Linked DNA regions of Rattus norvegicus: region 2 is linked to region 1. The links are chromatin contacts, called in public Hi-C maps. All regions are on one chromosome and are shown on one strand. Each heading gives the region's core, a stretch centred on a gene start, on an enhancer-like site or on the middle of the called end of the contact. The rest is flanking DNA. Distances are from core to core; before and after follow the strand shown.

What was found. Hi-C and Micro-C count contacts between places; a contact is called where the count stands out from the background.
Region 2: a contact with region 1 is called in a Hi-C map of liver, with 8 times the contacts expected there. The contact joins the promoter of Chchd5 here to the promoter of Snrnp200 in region 1. A contact is called at or near these places in 2 of 12 Hi-C or Micro-C datasets (both in liver).

The regions. Positions count from the first base shown.
Region 1 is chr3:134,880,391-134,884,022 of GRCr8, reverse strand. It overlaps Snrnp200 (small nuclear ribonucleoprotein U5 subunit 200), which reads right to left and starts at 1,850. Exons shown (of 45, transcript NM_001037766.2): 1 at 1,696-1,850; 2 at 1,117-1,280. The coding sequence starts at 1,740.
Region 2 is chr3:136,813,773-136,816,958 of GRCr8, reverse strand. It overlaps Chchd5 (coiled-coil-helix-coiled-coil-helix domain containing 5), which reads right to left and starts at 1,852. Exons shown (of 3, transcript NM_001106509.1): 1 at 1,711-1,852; 2 at 1,236-1,376; 3 at 898-1,154. The coding sequence starts at 1,712. The coding sequence ends at 926.

The sequences.
Region 1 (3,632 bases), core at 601-3,100:
ATATATGGTGGCTTATAACCCTCTGTAATGGGATCCAATGCTCTCTTCTGGTGTGTCTGGAGACAGCTACAGTCTTTTTTTTTTTTTTTTTTTTTCGGAGCTGGGGACCGAACCCAGGGCCTTGCGCTTCCTAGGTAAGCGCTCTACCACTGAGCTAAATCCCCAGCCCAGCTACAATCTTAAGATAGCTACAGTATACTCATATACATAAAATAAATCTTTAAAAAAAGAGATAGAGAAAAAGAGAGAAAACACATTTTTTTGGAAGGTGGAGGCACATGACTTTAATCTCAGTGCTCGGGAAACAGATGCTGATGGATCTGAGTTTAAGGCCAGCCTGGTCTATAGATGGAGATACCCTGTCTTGAAGGAAGGAAGGAAGGAAAGAAGGAAGGAAGGAAGGCAGGCAGACAAGCAGGCAGGCAGGCAAAACAAAGTAGTATTTAACTTTTGAAATGAATCCACCAACATGAAAAGCTGACAGAAATCATCAGGAAGTGATAGGCAACAAAAGAAGAAAGGTTGGGGAGAAAAGTTTCTAACAATGTGGTGGAGCTGAATTACTGAGAGATTAACTAGAGGCCTGAAATAGTAGGAGCTGAATTACTCAGAGGAGATTAACTAGAGCCCTGAAATAGTCAGATAGCCAACTGGAGAGAAGGCTCAAGTAGTCTGACGCCAATACTGCTTTCTAAGAGGACCCAAGTTCAGTTTTCAGACTCATATTGGGTAGCTCAGAACCTCCCGTAATTCAAGTTCCAAGGGATCTCAAACCATCTTCTGGCCTTCACATAGGCATTTGCATGCATGTGCACAACACCCCCACCCCATACACACACACACACACACACACACACACACACACACACACACACACACTGAAGAAAATTAACATCTATGAATAGGAAATATGTCAGTAAAAGGTATCAATAGATTTTGTTCCACTTCATTACACCTAAGTTCAAAGAAGTTTTAAACCTTGAAGAGGTTTCTGCTATGTTGCACACACATCACTGATCTTCCATACAAACTTCAGCAAAACTACTGCTCTAATGCTAAAGATGGGCTTTACATTAGCTGAAAAAAAAAAAAAAAAAGCATCCCCTTGGTACTTACTTGGCCCGTCTTTCCTCCTGCATCTGTGGTTTGGTCCTTTGAGCCTTATCTCCCATTCGAGTTCCCTCCAATTTCCCAACCAGGGACAGAACCTCTCCTGTCGGTTCATCCCGGCGGGTCCGGTCAATGAGAGAGCGGTCAGCTTGGAGCACAAGATTTGAGTTCTGAAAAGATCATACTTTATCAAAACTTTGACATATGGTTTTTGAATCCTGTTATTACAGTGACACCAGAAAATGGAAAAACATTGGAATAAAAGAATAATGCTCTTAAGAATAGTATGTCATTGCACTATGCATGAGCACTGTACTATCTGATAAGGTGAACGACCAGCGTTCCTAACAACATCCACAATAGCCCACATTTGGGAAAAATGTTGGGCAGATCAGGGGTAACGAGGAGACAGTTTAGCGGGGGGAGGGGGGGACGGGACTCCTAAATTCTCACGTCCCTCAATCTCCACTAAGGATATTCCGTCGTGTTTTAATACATCCTTCACCCAGCTCTCATTTCCCCATCAGTGTTCGTGACTATCCACGACTTCCCTTGCCCGCAATCCTACTCCGAGACCACACGTACCGCTTTGTACTCGTACTGCAAACTGCGGGCAGTCACATCCGCCATGGCTGCCGGTGCTCCGGGAACTCAGGGTTCCACTCTTCCTCACGGTGCGAACCGCCTGTGCAAACCGCTCTGGCCCAACAGGTACCACGCAGGACAAACGTACGGGACGGAGAAACGAAACGGACTTCCTTCCGGTTCCGGGACGCACGATAAAAGTGAGACTTTCCGGCTATTACGCAAGACTTCTGGGCGGAGTTTGTGGACGATAGTACATCCGGGTCACGAATTCCATTGACCGACTAGGCACACGCGCGTGCGAACTATGGTTCCACACATCTATAGGTACTACAGAGCCAAGGCTGAACCCCCGAAAAGTATGATGTTAAAAGTCCCTTTCTGTAATACTTTTGGTTTCTCATACCAGCCGTTCTGTGAGGCAGGCAGCAGGCTTGCAAGGAATGGAAACTAAAGAGCTCCATTTCTGGACAAGGAAGCTGAAGGTTCAAGCAAGTTGGCATGTCTAGTAACTAACTGGATTTCTCTTCTGTATTGAGAAATTGGGGTAACGCTCGCTGTCCTATTGAACTCATCTTAGACTCGTTTCCGTAAGACTCTCCCCTGTGTCAGCTAACTGACAGTAGAGGAAAAAATATTTGTGCTCAATCATCTGACACAGCCTGTGTCAGGATTTTAGGTGTGCACAATCGTGCAGATTACAGCATATAATTTTGTCCTCAATGTGGCACGAACGTTTTACTAAAGAAATATATGAAAAATAAGTTATGTGTATAGAAATACTATTCAGATTTATTAAGCAATAGTGGTACCTTTTATGTAAAGGTAGTATTTAGTCTTTTAATAATTCTCTACACAACACTGAAAGCAAAACAGCGAGTTCTACTTTTCTTTTATGTTTAATAAGCACGAGTGAACCTTAAGCCTGTGTCTTAATCCATCGAGCCATTTTGCTGACTTTTTTATTATTTGGTTTATCATTTACATTTTATTCTTTGTATCTGGGTGTTTTGGCTTACATGTATCTTTGTGTCTCATGTACACGCAGACCTCCAAGATGCCCAGAAGAGGGTGATAGATTCCCTTAGACTGGAGCTACAGATAGGTTATGAGTTGCCATGTGCGTGGTGGGATTGGAACCCAGGTCTTCTCAAAGAGCAGCCAGTGTTCATACCCATTAAGCCATCTCTTTAGCTCTTGTCTGGTTTTTGAGAGAAGATCTTCTGTAGTCCAGGAGGCTTCAAACTTGCTATCCAGAGACTTCTCTTGCCCTCTCGATCCTCCTGCCTCCAACTCATAGACACTATGGCTGCAGCCCTGGGTTGCTGTGACCAGCTTGTATCTTATCATATTTAATAGCAGCATGGTAACCCTAGGTTGGACCCATTTACTTTTCTCTTCTTTATTAGTAGAAAGAAGTTTTATCATTTAGGGATCTAAGAATTTGCATTTCAAATATAGTTAACCTTCCCAAATGGAGTTCCACTTAGAAGATATAAAAGAAGTCCTTGTCAATTTAAAAACTGAATGTTATACTGAAAATAAGAGATTTTATAAAAGTATTGACATTTTGAATACTTTTTAAAATTATAATGAGTTTTTTCTATTTTACTTATTTAATGTATGTGAGTACACTGCCACTCTCTTCAGACACACCAGAAAAGGGCATCAGATCCCATTACAGATGGTTGTGAGCCACCATGTACTTGCTGGGAATTGAACTCAGGACCTCCGGAAGAACAGGTGGTGCTCTTAACCACTGAGCCATCCCTTTATTCCCTTTGAATAGTACTTTTAAAATAATGGGCTGGGGATTTAGCTCAGTGGTAGAGCGCTTACCTAGGAAGCGCAAGGCCCTGGGTTCGGTCCCCAGCTCTGAAAAAAAGAACCAAAAAAAAAATTTACTTGTATTTTCTGTTGTATGGGTGTTTTTCCTG
Region 2 (3,186 bases), core at 603-3,102, 1.9 Mb before region 1:
CATGTACACAGGATAAGAATCAGACAGAGATGGGCTTGAGAGGACAGCTCATGCAGAGTGAGGTGGCCGGGGGAGGGAAGGCAGGGATCTGCACATCTGTCCATTGCAAATGGAGCACAGAGCTAAAGGTGGAGAGTGGAGAGGTGGGACTAGGTCACCCAGGGTCCAGGCTGCACTGGGGGTGAGCTGGTCTGGCAGAACTGAAACCACAGAGAGCTTTCTATGCAGAAGTCAACATGCTAAGATTTCCTCTGAGCCCATTCTGGGACCATCACCAGAAGAACTGGACAGGACAGGATGAACGGACACCGAAGGCCAGAAGAAGGAGAAAAAGAAAAGGCAGAGCTGCAGGGAAAGAAAGAGACACGGAGAGGTATGCTCAGATGAGGGCCAATAAAGGCTTGAATTTTCCCTTTGGAGTGGTCCAGCAAGAGCAGCAAGACACATCTAATGGAGGGTTTCTCACTCTTTCTTCCATTTCTGCCAATTCCAGAGCATTTTAAGACTTTTTTCTAATGGCCCTGTCAATAACATTTTATTATCTCAGACATCTTGTATCCCTCCACCTCACTCCATCACCCCAACCAGCAGAGCTGGAAAACAGTGAAGGGACACAATGGCAGAGGGACAGAACACAAGGGATCCAGTAAGAATCAGGGACTTTGTTCCAGTGTGAATCGAAAGCCACCAGAGAGTTTTAAGCAAGGGCTTATCATGACCAGAATTCAGGTCATTATATGAAAGCAAGAGGGTGAGGCAAGCCAGGGAAAGGCTGGGGCAGGTGCCCTGGCGGAGGTGGAGTGTGAAGGGTGGGGTAAAGCAGAGGATGCGACTTGGGGACAGAGAACCATGGTTTTTTTTGGATTCTGGATGCATAGCCAAGGCCATGTATAGGAATGGGGCTGTGGCTAGTTCTTGAAAGTGTTTAAATTAGAAAACGAAGGGAGTTATGAAGGGGAAAAGGCATGATCGAGTGAGCCTCCTTTACCTCTCCAGTCGTGGGTGAACTTGGTGGCTGCACCTGCTCAGCGCACTGCAGGAAGCGCCGCATGTGTTCAGCACAGTTGCCAACTGCTGCCTCATTCAAGCGAAGACACTCCTCAAAGGCTTCAAACGGCACAGCACAGGCCTGTCGGATCTGCCGGATGATGGGGCTGTGGGAGTAGGGTATTTTAGAACCTGAAGCATTCAAATGCCACTGCCTGGCAACCTCTAGCCCCCAGTTTTACACTCACTGGGAAGACGTGCAGCGAGCGATGCTCATCTTAAGGTAGTGACAATCTCGATGCCACGACTCTGGCTTGGCTGCCACACATTGGCCATACTGATCCAGCTCCCGGCTGCAGTATCGAGCAGTGACTTCCAGGGCCGCCTGCCTGTGGGATAGGGTAAGCGAAGATAGTCGCAAGAGTAGGCAAGAAAGAGTTCTGATTTTGGTATGTGATTGGACTAGGGATCCAGTCTGGATTTGGGAATTTTTAAGGTACTGTTATAGGGACAACCAATGAGGGGCAGAAATAAGCGCCGATCCCTGATCGTTGTGGAACAAGGTAGGATTTCCCGGGGGATAGTGGAAGTCCTAAAACAAAGTCTGGCTATTGTGAGGCAGGCCTGGAGTATCTCCCAAGAATCTTGAGTGCAGTCATTTCCCGGTGGGGATCATGCAACCTGACAAGCATGATCTAGAGTTATAGGGAGTTGTAAACTCACATCTCCAGGCGAATTCAGGCGCCGATCAGTCAGGGAGAAGAGACCTGCCTTTTCCGGTATTAGGTTGTCATGGCGGCGCCCAAGCCAGACCTCCTGGCTTACTCTTCCGGTCGCCGAGAGTTCCCGCCATTCAACCCACATAGGCTCAACCTTCATAGCTGTGTCCTGCGTTGCCTTCCGGCTCACTGCCTATCCGGGAGGCGGCCCCTGTAACTACTTCCGGTCCGTCAGCTATTTTGGTTTATTTACTTCCGGCTTGTGGTGCAGGCCCTTAGAGATCACCGGAAGTAGGACTTCGGCAGTGATTCTGCAGCTGGGGACCTGAGCTAGTTCCCTGTCTGTCAAATCTACAGCTGCTCGCGCTGCCGCCGGCCCACGTGACTACGGCTCTGCACACGCTGCTGCTGAGTTTAGGAACACGAGGATTAACCTCTCAGACTGTGCTGCCATAGGCTTTACGCCGGTGCATACTCGCCTCCTGACTTTAGTTTCAACTTGATGGGAAAGAATGACCTCCCACCCGATTATTCACTCAGACATGCCCTTTCCTTGGCATAGGTGGTAAAGGCAGGATGAGAGTGCGTTTTATTGCTTGCTCCTTGCAATCGTGGACAAATTACTTTCTTTGTAATTTCCTTTGGTGGTGTTTGCAACCTCCATATTTGCCTTCAGATTATAAGGCTAGACCTGGAAGTTTACTTCCCTGTAAGGATAAATATTCCTAAATGTCACCTAGTATGGAGAGGTCTAAGGCTAGAGAAAATGAACGGCAATTACCTTAGCATGCAGTTGTAAAACGAGGATGACTGCTGTGGCCTCCTTCATACTTTTATTTTTGGGAAACATGACACTCACACCTCCACACATGTAGTTGCCTTTTGTCTGGTGGCGCTGTCAAGAGTCTTTGAGAATCAAATGGAGATAACTAAATCACCTTAAGGTTTGAAGTGAAGATCTCAAGAGTGATTCCGTTACTGGGGTTCCCTCTCTGGGAACTCATTAACGAAAAAATGTTTAAATGTACTCATTAAAGATGTTCAAGGGCAATGTTATCAGTCTGAGAGAAAATACCAGAACAGGCAAGTTGTAAACATCAGCACCAGCGGCGAAGAGGGAGCAGGTAAAAGGAAACTGGGGAGCAAGAGTATGGTGTGTGCAGGCCAGAGGTCAGCGGCAGGTGCCTTCCTCTATTGCTTTACGCCTCAAGTGTTTTGGAGACAGGGTGTCACTGAACCTCAAGTGTTTTGGAGACAGGGTGTCACTGAACCTCAAGTGTTTTGGAGACAGGGTGTCACTGAACCTCAAGTGTTTTGGAGACAGGGTGTCACTGAACCTCAAGTGTTTTGGAGACAGGGTGTCACTGAACCTCAAGTGTTTTGGAGACAGGGTGTCACTGAACCTCGAAGCCCACCAGTGAGCTTGAACTGGCCGGTCAGTGAGCACCTGGGATCCTGACTCCTCACCCTAGCACTGGGA